Linked DNA regions of Gossypium hirsutum: region 2 is linked to region 1. A link is a contact called in public Hi-C data. All regions are on one chromosome and are shown on one strand. The core of a region is the stretch at or near the end of the contact, and the rest is flanking DNA. Distances in the headings are between cores, read along the strand shown. Region 1 has its middle 20 kb from the start of LOC121219016. Region 2 holds the start of LOC121218303 (acyl carrier protein 1, chloroplastic).

Region 1 (6,870 bases), core at 2,809-5,308:
TATAACTCAATTATTGATTTTTTTAAATAATATTGAGGGTAATATGGTTCGAACCCATGTCGAGCAATTTTTTTATAAATATAATTTTAATCTCATATTTTTCTTTCACTTACATGACAAAATCTAGTAATATTTATGTTGCTCTTTTTAAATAAATTTATTTTTTTTTTACAATTGGGAAGGGAAATAAAATTGCTTATGATCGAACATAAACTCTCGTAGTTACAACATAATGCTTTTGTCATTTGATCAAAAAGTTGTTGGCTTAAATAAAATTATTATTTAATAATAGTTTCACTTAATACATTAAAAGTAATCATCTAAAATAACTATTGAATTTATATAATATATCATCATAAATAATATTTTTGTTAATTCTTATTGAGTGCTTGTAAATTTACAAGGATTAATTATATATATTACTTGACTTAATATATACAAAATTAATTTTGTATATCTAGTAATTAAACTATGAATATCACATTACTTGAAAAGTCAAGCATGAATACTATAATTTAAGATACTCGTTTTTATTTATTTAGTATGAATAATTTGAGCTAAGTGCTCTGTACTTAATAAGAAGGGTACTTTGACTCATATTGAACTAGTAAATTATTCAATTTAAGAGATGACCAGTTGGTACAATCAATTTTTTATATTTATGGTTATACCCCAACCTTTCGGGATGTAATATAGACAATGTTGACCTCGTGTTAACTTCATTTGAGAAGGTGTCTCGCTTGATCACGTTTGACCACCCGCTTTAAACAAAGATATATCCCCCCTCCCGTGTTTTCATCCGTCATATCAAGAAATGGCCAAGCAACCACTTTCTAAGTGTTAACATTTCTCAACCCTTGAACCGATATGGGATCCACCCGGGTATAACAATCTTGTATTGATCAAATTCGTAATAGAATAGGCCCTACAATGCACGTTCTTCATGTATCAGATGATGATAACTTCCTTCATGATGATCTGTCATGTCATACTAGTGAAAATGAAGACCTCCTTATAAGTATCCTCATCAACGATGAAGAAATGATCAACTTTTTTAATACCATGAAGTTATTATGCTCAATTGCTTCCTCAAGCAGCTAATCTATCCTCTTATTCTTGAATTGACTCTTCACTTCTTTAGGTGAACCGACCTCTATAGCCCCAATGTGATCTCTTTCGTATCTCCTCATTGACTTCCTCTCTTGTTGTACACTATATCTACATTTATAAAATAATCTAAATCATAATTTAGGGCTAATTTAAAAATTGAAGCTATCATATTATTATTTGCATTAGAATAGTTAGGTCAAATATTTTTAAAAATTTAGTTATATATTTTCATTATTTTTAATTATGATTTTCATCACCTTGAAAAAGTTGATCCATCTATATTTGTATGTAAAAATTTGGTATTTATATTTTGTGAGAACCAAGAAATTAATTTGATTGTTGATAATTAGATGGAATTGAATAATTGATTTTAGCTAATTCTTGGCTTATAAATTTTCAAACTACAAATTTTAATTGTGTTGGATTAATTTCTCTATTTTCATAAGTCAAAATAACTAAATTTGGATAAATTAAAATAGAGAGACTAATTGTTCAAAATTTTGTAAAGCAATATGTTTTAAAAATAAAAAATGTTTGCATGTTAAAGTCGACAATGGATCTGTATTATTTTCCAACAAGATTATGCCTCCAAAGTCCAAAGGGTAGGGAAATGTGAAGAAGAAAGCTTAAGTGGTGTATGTGGAAATTACCACTCAACTCACTTTTCTTTGCTGACACAAAATTTGGTAGCTTAGTCTCAACAACACTTTCTCCTTTCATTTTTGTGGAATAATTTTTTGCACTTAGAAGAGTATGCTGTAAGACCAAAAAGCCAGCACCTTGCATATATATTAAAGAAAATGATTTCCATTGTTTCCTCCTTTTCTTTTTCTTCTTCTACTTGTTCCTACTTTTGAAATTTAAAATTTAAAATTCAATTAATAATAATATTAATTGACTTCTTCTAAATTTGAACCTACTTTATCAATTAAAATTAATTTTTTAAATCAATATTAAAATGTAACATATTCAAAATTAACGAAAATTCATAAATAATGTTACCAAATAGATTTTTATAATTTTAAAATGAAAAAAAAAGATCAAAATGACTAAATTGGTGAAAATAAAAGCATCAAACCTAGTTTTTAAATCAACCCTGTAGAAGATTTTGATATTTTAAATTAATTTTTAATATTTTTATCTTAACTATTTTTAAAATAAAATATAAACATTTAATTAAATTAGTCAACGTAATTAATAATTTTAAAATATATTTATATGCATGTAATACGTAAATAATATATAAATATTTTTAAAATATAGATAAATTAATACCAAAATAAAAACGGTAGTGAGTTGGAAATTATTTAAACCTTAATTAAGAAATAAAATAGAAAGAAGATAGAAGAAAAAGAGGGGAGGGGTGAGAAATTGAAGCATGTGGCAGTTGTCAAAACTGCAGTTTCCCAGCACCACACTGGCTCAATGCGGTGCGTGCATCACGTCACATTTTATTAAATCCTAACTTCTTTGGGGACACACACGCTTCATTATTCATTATTATCAAAAGGAAGACCTCAACTCATATACATAAGCAACAAAAGACTTCTTCGGTAAAAAACAAAATATAACTTTCCTTAATTTGAATTTCCACAACTTAATTACTCAAATCAAATATATATAAAAATTCTTTCTTGGTTTTCTTCCCCTGATTAGAGTTATTAATTAAATCAAATATTAATTTTTTTGAAAAATATGAAATTGGTAAGTTTGGTGATAGAGGGAGTGCCTACTCCCCTCACCAACATCAAATCTTTAAAGACACAATTTCCATATTTAAGGTATTAACAATTTATTGGACTATATTAATTATATGGTTGGTATTTAGCCATTATAAAAAAAATTATATTACTTCGAGAATTTTATATTGGTTGGATTGATATTAAATTACGCAAGATAATTTGTTGGATCATGATTTTAGTTGTCAAGAGTCTATATTTACAGTGTTTGATATTATTATAATGTATTAAACTTATTTTGTTGTTGCTTTAGTGGGATCGATATAGATATCTTCATATGTAAGCAAGTCTTGAAATTAAGTCTACATATTTGAGAGTCTTGAATAGGTGATTGTACTAAGAGTTAAGCACTTAATATGTTCTTTTCATAATATTATTGTGTGAGTACAATTTGATAGTAAAATCTTGTGTTATGATTTTACTTGTTGAATTCAAAAATGATGAATTTAGTGGTGAGAGTATTATATCTTCAAAGTACAACAATAAAGAAAATTATCACGATATGTTCACTTTTATATTTGTTGAAGTGAGTACATACTTTTGATTAAGCACTCCGCATAAGTAGAAAAACATTTTATGGGGTGGTTGAAGAAGTGCCACCACTTCAATTTAAGGTCTTTAAAATCTAATACTTTAGTAAACTTGAAGCCTTTTAAAAAAGTAAAGCTCCACTTCCACGACTAGTAATATTTAGCCTAGTTAATTAATTATAAGGTTATGATATTTAGATATAGCATGTATAATATTATTAGGGTCATGCATGGTTTTGGACTGAGCTTTACGTCATACGCGGAGATTTTCCAGTCTTCTGAAGGTTTCCACCATTTTTACTAATTTAAAAGAAAAAAAAGGTTTATTTACAATGTCAAATACTTTATTATTAATTGAAAAAAGAAAAGAGAAAACCCACAGTATTTAATTGTTTGGTAAAAAATAAAATTTTGTACATACGCAGTAGTCATGGAGAAGATGGAAAAAGGGCAGTAAATAATGGTTGTTGAGGATTGTGGATTTTTTTTTTTTTTTTTTGACGAGACAAGCCCTTGCCTCTTTTCATAAAGAATGATTTTATTTCATAATTCATAAGACGACAGAACAAACTCCCAAACAGGAAGAAGACAGCAGAGAAAGAAAGCCATCAAAGTGCCCTGAAAAGCAAGACAGCAAGGGCGGATCCTTATGGGCCTAGCCTCAAAAATATGGGAAATTTTGAAAGTTTTAATAAATTTTAGTTAGGCGTCAAAAATCCTTATGGGCCTAGGATCCATCACTGCAAGAAAGCATCCTCGAGATCAAAATAACATTTGATCCAAGAATTATGTTCTGAGGTCTAGTAAAATTTTTTTTAAAATTAGGAGTTAAATGAGATTTTTTTTAAAAAAAATTTTGAGGTCTAATTAACCTTTTTATAAAATTAATAAAAATTTTCAAAAATTTAAGGAGGCTTAACTAAAATTTCCTAGAACTTTGAAAGGAAAGTTTCATTATTGATTACCAAACATGTTTTTCAATTTCCAAAAGTACAAAAAATAAAATTAAAATTATTTTTAAAAATGAAAATAGAAAATATTTTCAAGAATCAAATCCAGCCTAATGCTCTTATATAATTTTATAAACAAACATTACTAGTTTTTGGTCCATGTGATGCATGGGTTTGAATTTTTATATTAACATTATTGATATTAATTCATTTTTTGGTATATAATTTTTATTTAAAATTTGTAACTTTCATAATCTGATCTAGACGTTAAGTCCGAATTCAGAAGATTACATTGGCCACCAAAATTATCAGTAAGTTAACGGAGTTTATAAAACAGACATTTTAAGCATTTGTTTATTTTAGAGGAAAACTTAGTTAATTTCCATTTTATTTATTACTCAAATTTTATTTATAATCTAGTAGCGGAAAAGTGATATTCAACTTAGTTTTAATTAAGTAAAATTAGAATTATTTTATGCATAATTAATTTAAAATTCATGTTTCAATATCCTAAATTTGAATTAAATATCATGCATACTAAATAAACTCAAAATCATAGTCCCATGCCACAATTCAAATAAAGCGATACAATTCCAAAATAACAGAAATTTTAAGTAGTAAATCTAAAATACTTTTTAATAAAAAAGATCAATTCGAGCCGAGCCTTTCGTATGCGGAGTCCATGTCATAACCTGGTGGGTTATCTGTAAATATAGAAATAATGGGGGAGTGAGCTTAAGAAGCTCAATGTGAGTTCAATCATAAGAAAACCAATGCAAGCGGTAGACAAATCATACAAAATTGTGACAGCCCTAATGTGACCCTAGTCGGGAAGTGGTTTCGGGACCACAAAACCGAGTTATAAAAATAATTAATTGCTATATTCTATGTTTATTATGTGTGTGTACATGCATATGTGGAAGTTTCATTCCCTAATTTTGCCAATTGCATGAGGAATTATTAAATAGGGATCAACATGAGACATGGTGAAATATGATAGGCTAATTTTAAAGGGCTTATTAGTGCATGTCAAAACAAGGGTGGACTTGCATGTCAAATTGCCCAATTCCCTTATAGTGGCCGGCCAAGATGGATTGATGATGGGCAATATATTTGTTGAATTTGATATTATAATAAGAAATTGGGTTATTGGAGTATAATAAATAAAAGAAAGAATAAAAGAAAAAAAGAAAGGTAATGAAAACAAAGCTTGTATCCTTGGTTCTTCTTGGCCGATTGTAAAGAGGAAGATAGGAGGGAAACATTCGGTCACTTGAAGCTTGAGAAGGTTAGTAAAAATTTTGCTAGTTTTTGAAATTTTAAGTTTAGTTTAAGTCAATTAGCTAGTTCCATATTAGCCCATTTGAAAACTTGGAATTTTAGATGTTGGTTTGAGCTTTCGGTTGTGGTTGTCAAGGGAGGAAATGAGATTTTGTTTGTCTTCAACAATTGATTGGTATATAAGTGTTAAATGTGAGAAAATTTCGTTTGAGTAATTGTAATAAATAATTAGAGGCTTAATTATCAAAAGGTTTCGGTTTTGATATTATTTTTATAAGCATAATTAGTTCAATTTGATAATAAGGTATGAGGTGATAAGTAAAATTTTCATGGTGGTTTAGGTTTAATGACATTCGGCTATGGTATTTGACAATGGTAAATTTTGTTGTTTCATGGTAAATTTAGATGAGCAAAGATAGATGAGTGTTTGAGCTATACAAATAATCATATGTGAGCAATGGGTGCTAAAGGGAAAGGAATCGACTACCTTATTATGTACCAAGGCCGAATGTGTACTTGAATTAGGAAGTTATTGAGTAATGTTTGTACCTTAAGTGATAGAATAGAGTGAATGCTTGGAATGTGATATGTGTGAATTATATGTTAAATTAAGGTTTGCTAAGCTAGCTATTAAGGTGAAATGCAAATGTTAGTATTTGATTTGGTAATAATCTGCTTGGGGACAGCAGCAGTAAGGTGATTTTGGAAAATCGCCATAATTTGTAGGAGTTGAATTAGAAGCTGAGTAAATTATGTCATTAAAGCTTGAAGAGTCTATTTTTTTACAAAGGAAACTATAAAAACTAAAGAGTTACCGATCTTGAGATATTTGAAGTATTGTGGGGCTGAGTCAAAATGACTACTAGATTCCCTGTTCTGTTTTTAGGAAATCATTATAAATTATACAAAAATGATTATAAGATAAAATTTATATGCTTAAACTCCTTAATGAGTCTAGTTTCAAATGAAATCAAATACAACACATTTTGAATTCTGTAAAATGAGAAATTTGATTCGAAGTGCAGAGTGGTCAGATTAGTCAAACAGTGAAACAGGGGAAACTTTAAGAAAAATCTGGTATTGATTGGCCAAGCCTAAAATTCTGAAAATTTTATGGATGGAAGATATACGAGTCTATATTCAGGGAAAATTAACGGCAAGTGATTTGGAGTTTTGTAGCTCCAGTTATAAATAATTTAGTGACTGCTGCTCAGGGAAAACAGCTCGTAGTGAATATGTGATTTTGTTGTAAACATTAAT
Region 2 (6,870 bases), core at 1,342-3,841, 220 kb before region 1:
TTAGATAGCTGCATGTGTATAGCCAAGCTGAATGAGCTTTCATATGTACCAACAAAGGAAAATTAGGAATTGAACTTTAGACTACAAATGGATCAAAAAAGAATATAAAATGTGCCCCTGAGAGCTTCTTTTATCTGATATACATTTCTTGCTTGAATGTACACAATATGAATTTTCTTAGCTGAATTGGTTGGTCTCTTCCGAATCCATGAAATAAATTGGCAAATACTTTTCTCTATTTGAACATACATGGTTATGTAGCTTGTGAATGTTATTTCTGAGTGCATATATACTGGTGTATGATAAATACTTTCCTTTTTGCTTGGATTATCACCCTCTTTAACAGCTACTTTTCTAAACTTTTGGGTTCCAAAAAGGCTATGATCCTTTAAATGAATGAGGTTTATTTGTCAGTTGGAGAATACGTTTAAGTTTGAATCTTTCTGGTTTATTGGTATTTTCTTCATGCTTTTTTCTGGTGTATTTCTTCAATATACATGCTGTTAAGTGACTGATGCTCTCTTATCAAATAATCCTAACCATGTTTTTGTGCTACCGTTTGACCATTGTATGTATATTTAAGATAAGGGCCTTTCAGATGATGGTATTCCTCTGAGGGTGTCATTGCATTACCCATCAATTACAGCCCTAGCTTGGTTGCAAAACCTGCCAAACATTTTAGGATAGGCTAAATACAACTTTCTTATTACATGTTTTCTTGTTTTGAAAAGAGAAGGAACAATACACCCTGCAAATGGGGGTTAACAAACTCTTATCTTTGTTGCTTAGATAATGATCTTATATTAGTTGTAAGTTTCATTTTTCAGCCAGATTTTAACCGGATTCTCACCGGAAGAAGCTGTAAGTTGCATATCTGAAAACAAAGCTCAAGTTGATTCATGCATTTATTCATTGGCTTTACTGTTTTCGTTCTTGCTTTTGCATGAAACAGAAAAGAACAAAGAGACAAGTGACAGGCTACAATTTAAGATCCACCCTGTTACAAAAATTGCCCTCTTGGTTAAGCAAAAGGAAAGAAAAATAGTGCCACACCTTGTAGGAAAGAAAAGGAAAATCGATTACTGTAATTTATGATTTTTTCTTTGGTGGCATTTATAGGAACTAAAAGAAAATAAGTTCTGATATTCTTGTAAGTGGCCTATGCAGCAGCAGCTTTCACTTTCTCAATCAAGTCCGCGGCATCTTGGACGGTTGTGATGTTCTCAGCTCCGCCTTCTCCGACTGAAACTCCAAATTGTTCCTCCAACGCCATCATTATCTCCACCTGAAATGAATTTGACATCAAACAAAACATAAGAAATGAACCAGGATATTATGCTCATGATGTAAGAAACTGAAAGGGTTAAAAAAAAACACAAATGTGGATATGTCTTGTAAAAGGTGTAACGCACCGTGTCAAGTGAATCAGCTCCTAGATCAGCAAATTTAGTATCAGGAGTCACTGAGCTCACATCAATTGACAATTGCTTGGCAATGGTATTTTGGACGGTTTTCAATGTCTCAGGTTGAGCCTAGTGGAATCCAATATGTACGAAGATAATGAGCTTAATGACGATTTCATGTACTAAAGACAATTGTAATAAGAAAAAAAAAAAACGAAACAAAGACATGGTCTACAAGTTTCTTACAAGAGAGCATGAAACTGATGTCTTAAAGCAGCTAGATTGAGTCGAAAATTTGTTTCTCTCCTTGGAGAATTGAATCTTTGGAATAAGCTTCAATCCATTGCATACTACAGGACATCCCTGCAATAAAAACTCGGTTGGATGAAATCTACACATGATGAGCCAGTATTATTTACATAGGTAGAAAGGTCCCAAAGTTTTTATTTTGTCATTAAACCGAGACCTCATTGGTCGGTTAAATCTGCCATACTATTCACATTGTAGTTTTTTTTTTCCCCAAAAAGGATCACTTACAATGGTGGTGAAGCTTTTGTGCTGAGAAATAGATCCTTTGGCAAAAGGAATTGTAGCAGGGGCGGGCAATGAAGATGCGGAGATTGAAGCAAAAGCAGCCATTGAAACTGGATTGACTAAAATGCAGGCTGAAAATAACGAGATATATAGGGTATTACAAGTAGTGAAAAGGAAGTAAATTGATGAAGAAACTCAAAGTTGTAGATATATAAATAGAGAAAATGTTGAAGACAATGCCAGAAAGTGTCCGGGGAGTTACATGAACACCCGATGATGATTCCAATGTTTGATTTGGTTTTCTTTAATGACTTTTAGAATGGGGCGGTCACTTCCATGGATGTTCTGTGTTTGCTTATGCTATGCAAATTGGACTCTTAACGTTATTTTCTATTTGCAGAAATTCACCACTACATGCATGGTATGGCAACAGTAGAACAGTTACCTCCTATCCTATCAAGTGCTTGCATTCAAATGTTAAATATTATTACATTTACACCTCAAAATATTAATAAGATAAGAAAATTGATGTGTTTGCGGTTTATAATCAGAGAGACAGTGGGCTGGCAGTTTCTATTGGGTGAAACTTGTCATAATTCAAAACCACAATCAAAGCCATATTATATGTATAGAAAATTTGATATGCTGCATTGCACTGCTCTGCTGTCTTATGTTGGGGGTTTTGTGTAAGGTGTTGTTTGTTGGTGGCAGGTTGAAATTTGAAATGGTCCCACCGCCACCAACCCTCCCCCAGTTATAGCGGAAAGTGACCTTACGCTTTCGACCGTAAATGGCTTAGAGATAAAAAAAGACTGCATCATCTTCCATAATAAAAAAATTCCAACCATCCATGAATTTTTTGAAAAATTGGGTGTGACGAAATGAATTTTTTAGAAACTGCCTATCGAATGGTTATAATAATTGTTTATTTATTTTATCTTATTTTACTGTAAAAATTATTATTTTACTTATATAAATAACTATTAAAATGATAAAAATATATAAACATGTCATAAAAAAATCATATGTATTTAAATAACTAACAAAAATAAAATTAAAGTAAAGTGAAGTGAGGTGCGAATAAAATGAATGCATTTAATATTTATAAAATGATGGCAATTTTTAAAATTATACCTCCATCGTAAACATAATAGTTGTGGAATGAAGATGATGTAGTTGATAATTTTACCTTTTCTTATTATGCTCATATTTTTATATCTAAAAACATTAATATTTAATAATGTTATTAAACTTTGACTGAATTTGAAATTAAAATAACATTATTTCCTAATTTTAAAATACAACACTCAAAATTTAAATTTTACTTAAAAAATATTAAATTTTTATCATAATTTCATCGTCCATGGAAATTCAAAATAGAACCCAAATAAATGATATTGCAAATGGTGGCCAGCTGTCATGGTCCCTTTCCGTGGGTTCCCGCGTGGCAACGTGCCTCTATTTGGAGCCTCATTGATCTGGCACGTGGCATCCAGTTGTCAGCAAATGTTCCAACCTCCTCCACTCACTGAAAAATTATAGCCGTGCGATTATGAGCGGTCCCATCATGTCCGTCAGTCATTGCAGGCGGTCCCACCCCCATTCTTGGGCATTTTGAAAGAGAGAAAAAAAGAAACCTACAGTTCTGCACCTCAAAAGTTGTTTATATTCATTTCGCTTAATAAATTTATAAATTAATTTATGTTTCTTTATTAAATGGAATAAATGGAAAGCATTTTAAAATTAATTTATTAAGCGAAATCAATATAAACAATTTTTTATGAATATTATCATGATAGTTGGTATCGTTCCGGTGTCACTTATATCAGCCGGAACGTTTCATTCCTACAATAGATCATAACATTAAATTTTGGGTTCCACTTTAATACAAATTTCGATTGGTATAATTGGTGCCAGTGCATACCAGTTGGAATATAGTGTGGTATAAGAAAATTAAAATTAGAATTTTTATTATTTATTTTAGATTTGTTGAATTATGAAATGAAATAGTTTTATTGTTTAATTTATAAAATAGATTTTTACTTGTTTATTTTGAGATTATGTGGTGAAGCTAATTAAATAATATTTTATATCATTGAAGAGTATTTTATTTTTAAAATTGACATAAGGTGCCATCAATAAATTTTAGAATGTTATCTTTACCATTTTAACCAAATTTTTATTTCTATTTAATTTTATTATTTAATATTTATATACATATATAAAAAGTATTTTGTAAAAATAATAATATATCCGGGCAATAGGTACCAATAGAAAAACAGTATGTAGTGACTAGAGTTGGTTTAAAACTCTTGTGTTGCAGGATTGTTATATAATTAAGTATATAAAAGTAAGGTCCCAACAACCCTACCACTTAACGCTACTTTTGGTTTGCCTTGTATTATTTTATTAAATTTTAGTTTTTACTCTGGTACTATATTAAAAATTGAATTTTAATTAATCAACACATTACAACTAAAAAATTAATTTATATTGAGTGAGTATTTTTAAGAAAAATATTATTGTTACAAGTTGCCAATATTTTAATTTCATAATAAATTTAATAAAAGAATTTAACGGTGATAATAGTTGAACTTGAATTTTTAAATTCAGAAATTAAATGGACTAAATTTCATGTAAACTTTAATTTTTTATATATAATTTTAGTAATTATAAATAATTGAATGGTAGTAATTTATTAATTTATATTTAAAAATAGAAACATATTTATTTGTGATTTGTTAACTCTTCAAGAACATATTTTTGCTCTTCACAAATATGTTGAATTATATTGTTGATAAATATTTCCATGATTATATTCTTGGTAAATATAATTTAAACAAATTTAAAATTTTAATGAGAAACATAATCTTATTTAATAAAAGTTGATGTACTTCTCACCGGATTTTCCATGGGTGAGTTTGGAGGTGAATATAAATGAATGAAAAAGAGTGTTCTACATTTAATAATCATATGGAGCCGTAATTACTGTTGCTTCAACTTTTCAGGCTAAGCCTAAGGCATTCATGGAGACCAACTTGATTAAAGGGGGCCAAAACAACCACCCCGGAAAATGTATATTTCTGGTTATTCAGAAGTGGTTTTGTTTAGAATAGAGGTCTAAAACTACAACCTGTATGTATTGCTGTAAAAGGATAATTTACAATGCAGAGAGAGAAAAAGAGCAATCCTCGGAGGGGAAAATGTCGTATACAATTTGCATATTCGTGTTTTCTAATATTTTATTTTTATCCATGCTAGCTAGTTATTTCTATCTCTGTTTTTGCTTAAATCTTTTCTCCCTCTCTATTCTAAAATTAAAGAAACAGATCGAACAGCAGATTAAAAGCACTTGAGTCTAGCATGATTTTGTTTTCTGATTGTCTGATCAGTTATCGTGCATGCAATTCAAATTATAATTCCCAAATCATTTAATAATTAACATCGTACGGTCAGAATTAGTATTCGAGACATTTCAAAAGGTTTCCAGATTTATTTTCTAAATCATTATTAGTGATTAATTTAGTTATTATTAAGAAAATTAGAAGTTGTGGTAAGGAAATGAAAATTAGTGGGGCAAATGTCTTAAGAGTGAGAAACAAAATTAGAAAGGAGTAATGTGTTAAAATGGTTATCAGCCCAAGGGCATGAGAGCAAATAGACTAATAGGTGCGATTTGTTATAGCCAACAATTATTTTCTATTCATTTTCATGATTTGTTTGAAAACATTTTCTCTCAGACAATTTGATTCTTGATTTTCAATCAGTCAATATTAGTAAGGTAAACATGTTTTCTCATCAATTCTTTCATCATTTTAATTTTTAAAATCATGATTTCCCTTTCTCATTCATATGAAAACTACCATTGATAGGAAGGGGTTGGTTCTTTGAGTTTTTCTTGAATACAAACATTTGATTTCAGCAAAGTAAGTAAAACTTCACATTTAATTCATTATAATTAATTTTAGTTTTTGAAATCATGGTTTCACCATTTTTCATCTTTTCCTTTGTTCACATTAATTTCACTCATAGATAGCGCTTTAATTTTGTGTTTTTCTTGAAGATTTAGAATAACATTAGAATTTTTGCATATTTGAAATGGACTTGAGTGAATTTAGGATGAGTTTTAGAGAGAGAAGAGTGATGGCATTTAAGAATAAGTTTGCTGGAATTAAGAGATGTCTAGACTAATTAGGAGCCCTAAATCATTAGCAAGTTATTATATTTTAGTTTGAGGACATATAGGTTAAAGTTCTCCTAAGTGGTTTAGGTGAAATGAAAGTCTCGCTTTATCGAATTGCATCATTTCATTAGGTTTAGGAATTTTTATTGTTGTTTATGGTTAATTTGACTTGATTTATTATTTTGGCAATGATCTTGGAGCTAAAGAAGTTGGTGAGAGCTTTAAGGTGAAAGGGAAGGAAAATGTGTCGGAAGCATAGTTGGTTTCGAGTTGTACATTCTAATTTTGATATGCTTCATGATAATGCCTAAATTGCTAGCTTGAGGATTAATTTTACAATTTTGTGTCATATGTTTGACTTGATAAATGTTATGTTATGTATGCGACGCTTAAGTTGATATGTGATGAAATAAGTGAATGTTGATGTTTGACATGTTTTATTGAAATGTCAAATGAAAATCATGATGCTAATTTGTTGGTATGTTTTGGAGGTTTTCATGTTGGAAATACATGTTTCTAACTATTAATGGTCCAATTAAATGATATTGGCTAGTTCTCGGGTATAGTTGACATGCCATAGAATAGAACTCTTAAAAGATTATGTGTTTACGAATTCTTACTGTGCCCAAGAGAGTTGTTTTGTCATACTTTGCACAATTCTTGAGGATTGGTTGGATAAATTGTGGTAAACAAACATTGGAGATTCGTTATATTGTATAGCTTACCATTGTGCTTATGCATTACTTTTTG

The links. A called contact is a pair of places that touch in the nucleus more often than the background predicts.
Region 2: a contact with region 1 is called in a Hi-C map of leaf, with 8 times the contacts expected there. The contact joins the promoter of LOC121218303 here to the enhancer-like site in region 1. A contact is called at or near these places in 8 of 34 Hi-C or Micro-C datasets (anther, callus and leaf).

What each region holds. Positions count from the first base shown.
Region 1 is chrD06:16,422,874-16,429,743 of Gossypium_hirsutum_v2.1, reverse strand. No RefSeq gene overlaps it. Among protein-coding and RNA genes, the nearest start is that of LOC121219016, 20 kb to the left of the region's middle. Within about 2 kb of position 4,058, at least 4 of the 9 cell types and tissues checked have an H3K27ac peak or open chromatin away from gene starts, as enhancers often do. A contact at or near this core is called in leaf, where this site is marked.
Region 2 is chrD06:16,640,434-16,647,303 of Gossypium_hirsutum_v2.1, reverse strand. It overlaps LOC121218303 (acyl carrier protein 1, chloroplastic), which reads right to left and starts at 2,591. Exons shown (of 4, transcript XM_041095355.1): 1 at 1,941-2,591; 2 at 1,650-1,766; 3 at 1,413-1,532; 4 at 980-1,285. The coding sequence starts at 2,042. The coding sequence ends at 1,160. LOC107901001 reads left to right here. Exons shown (of 10, transcript XM_041095351.1): 10 at 1,171-1,697.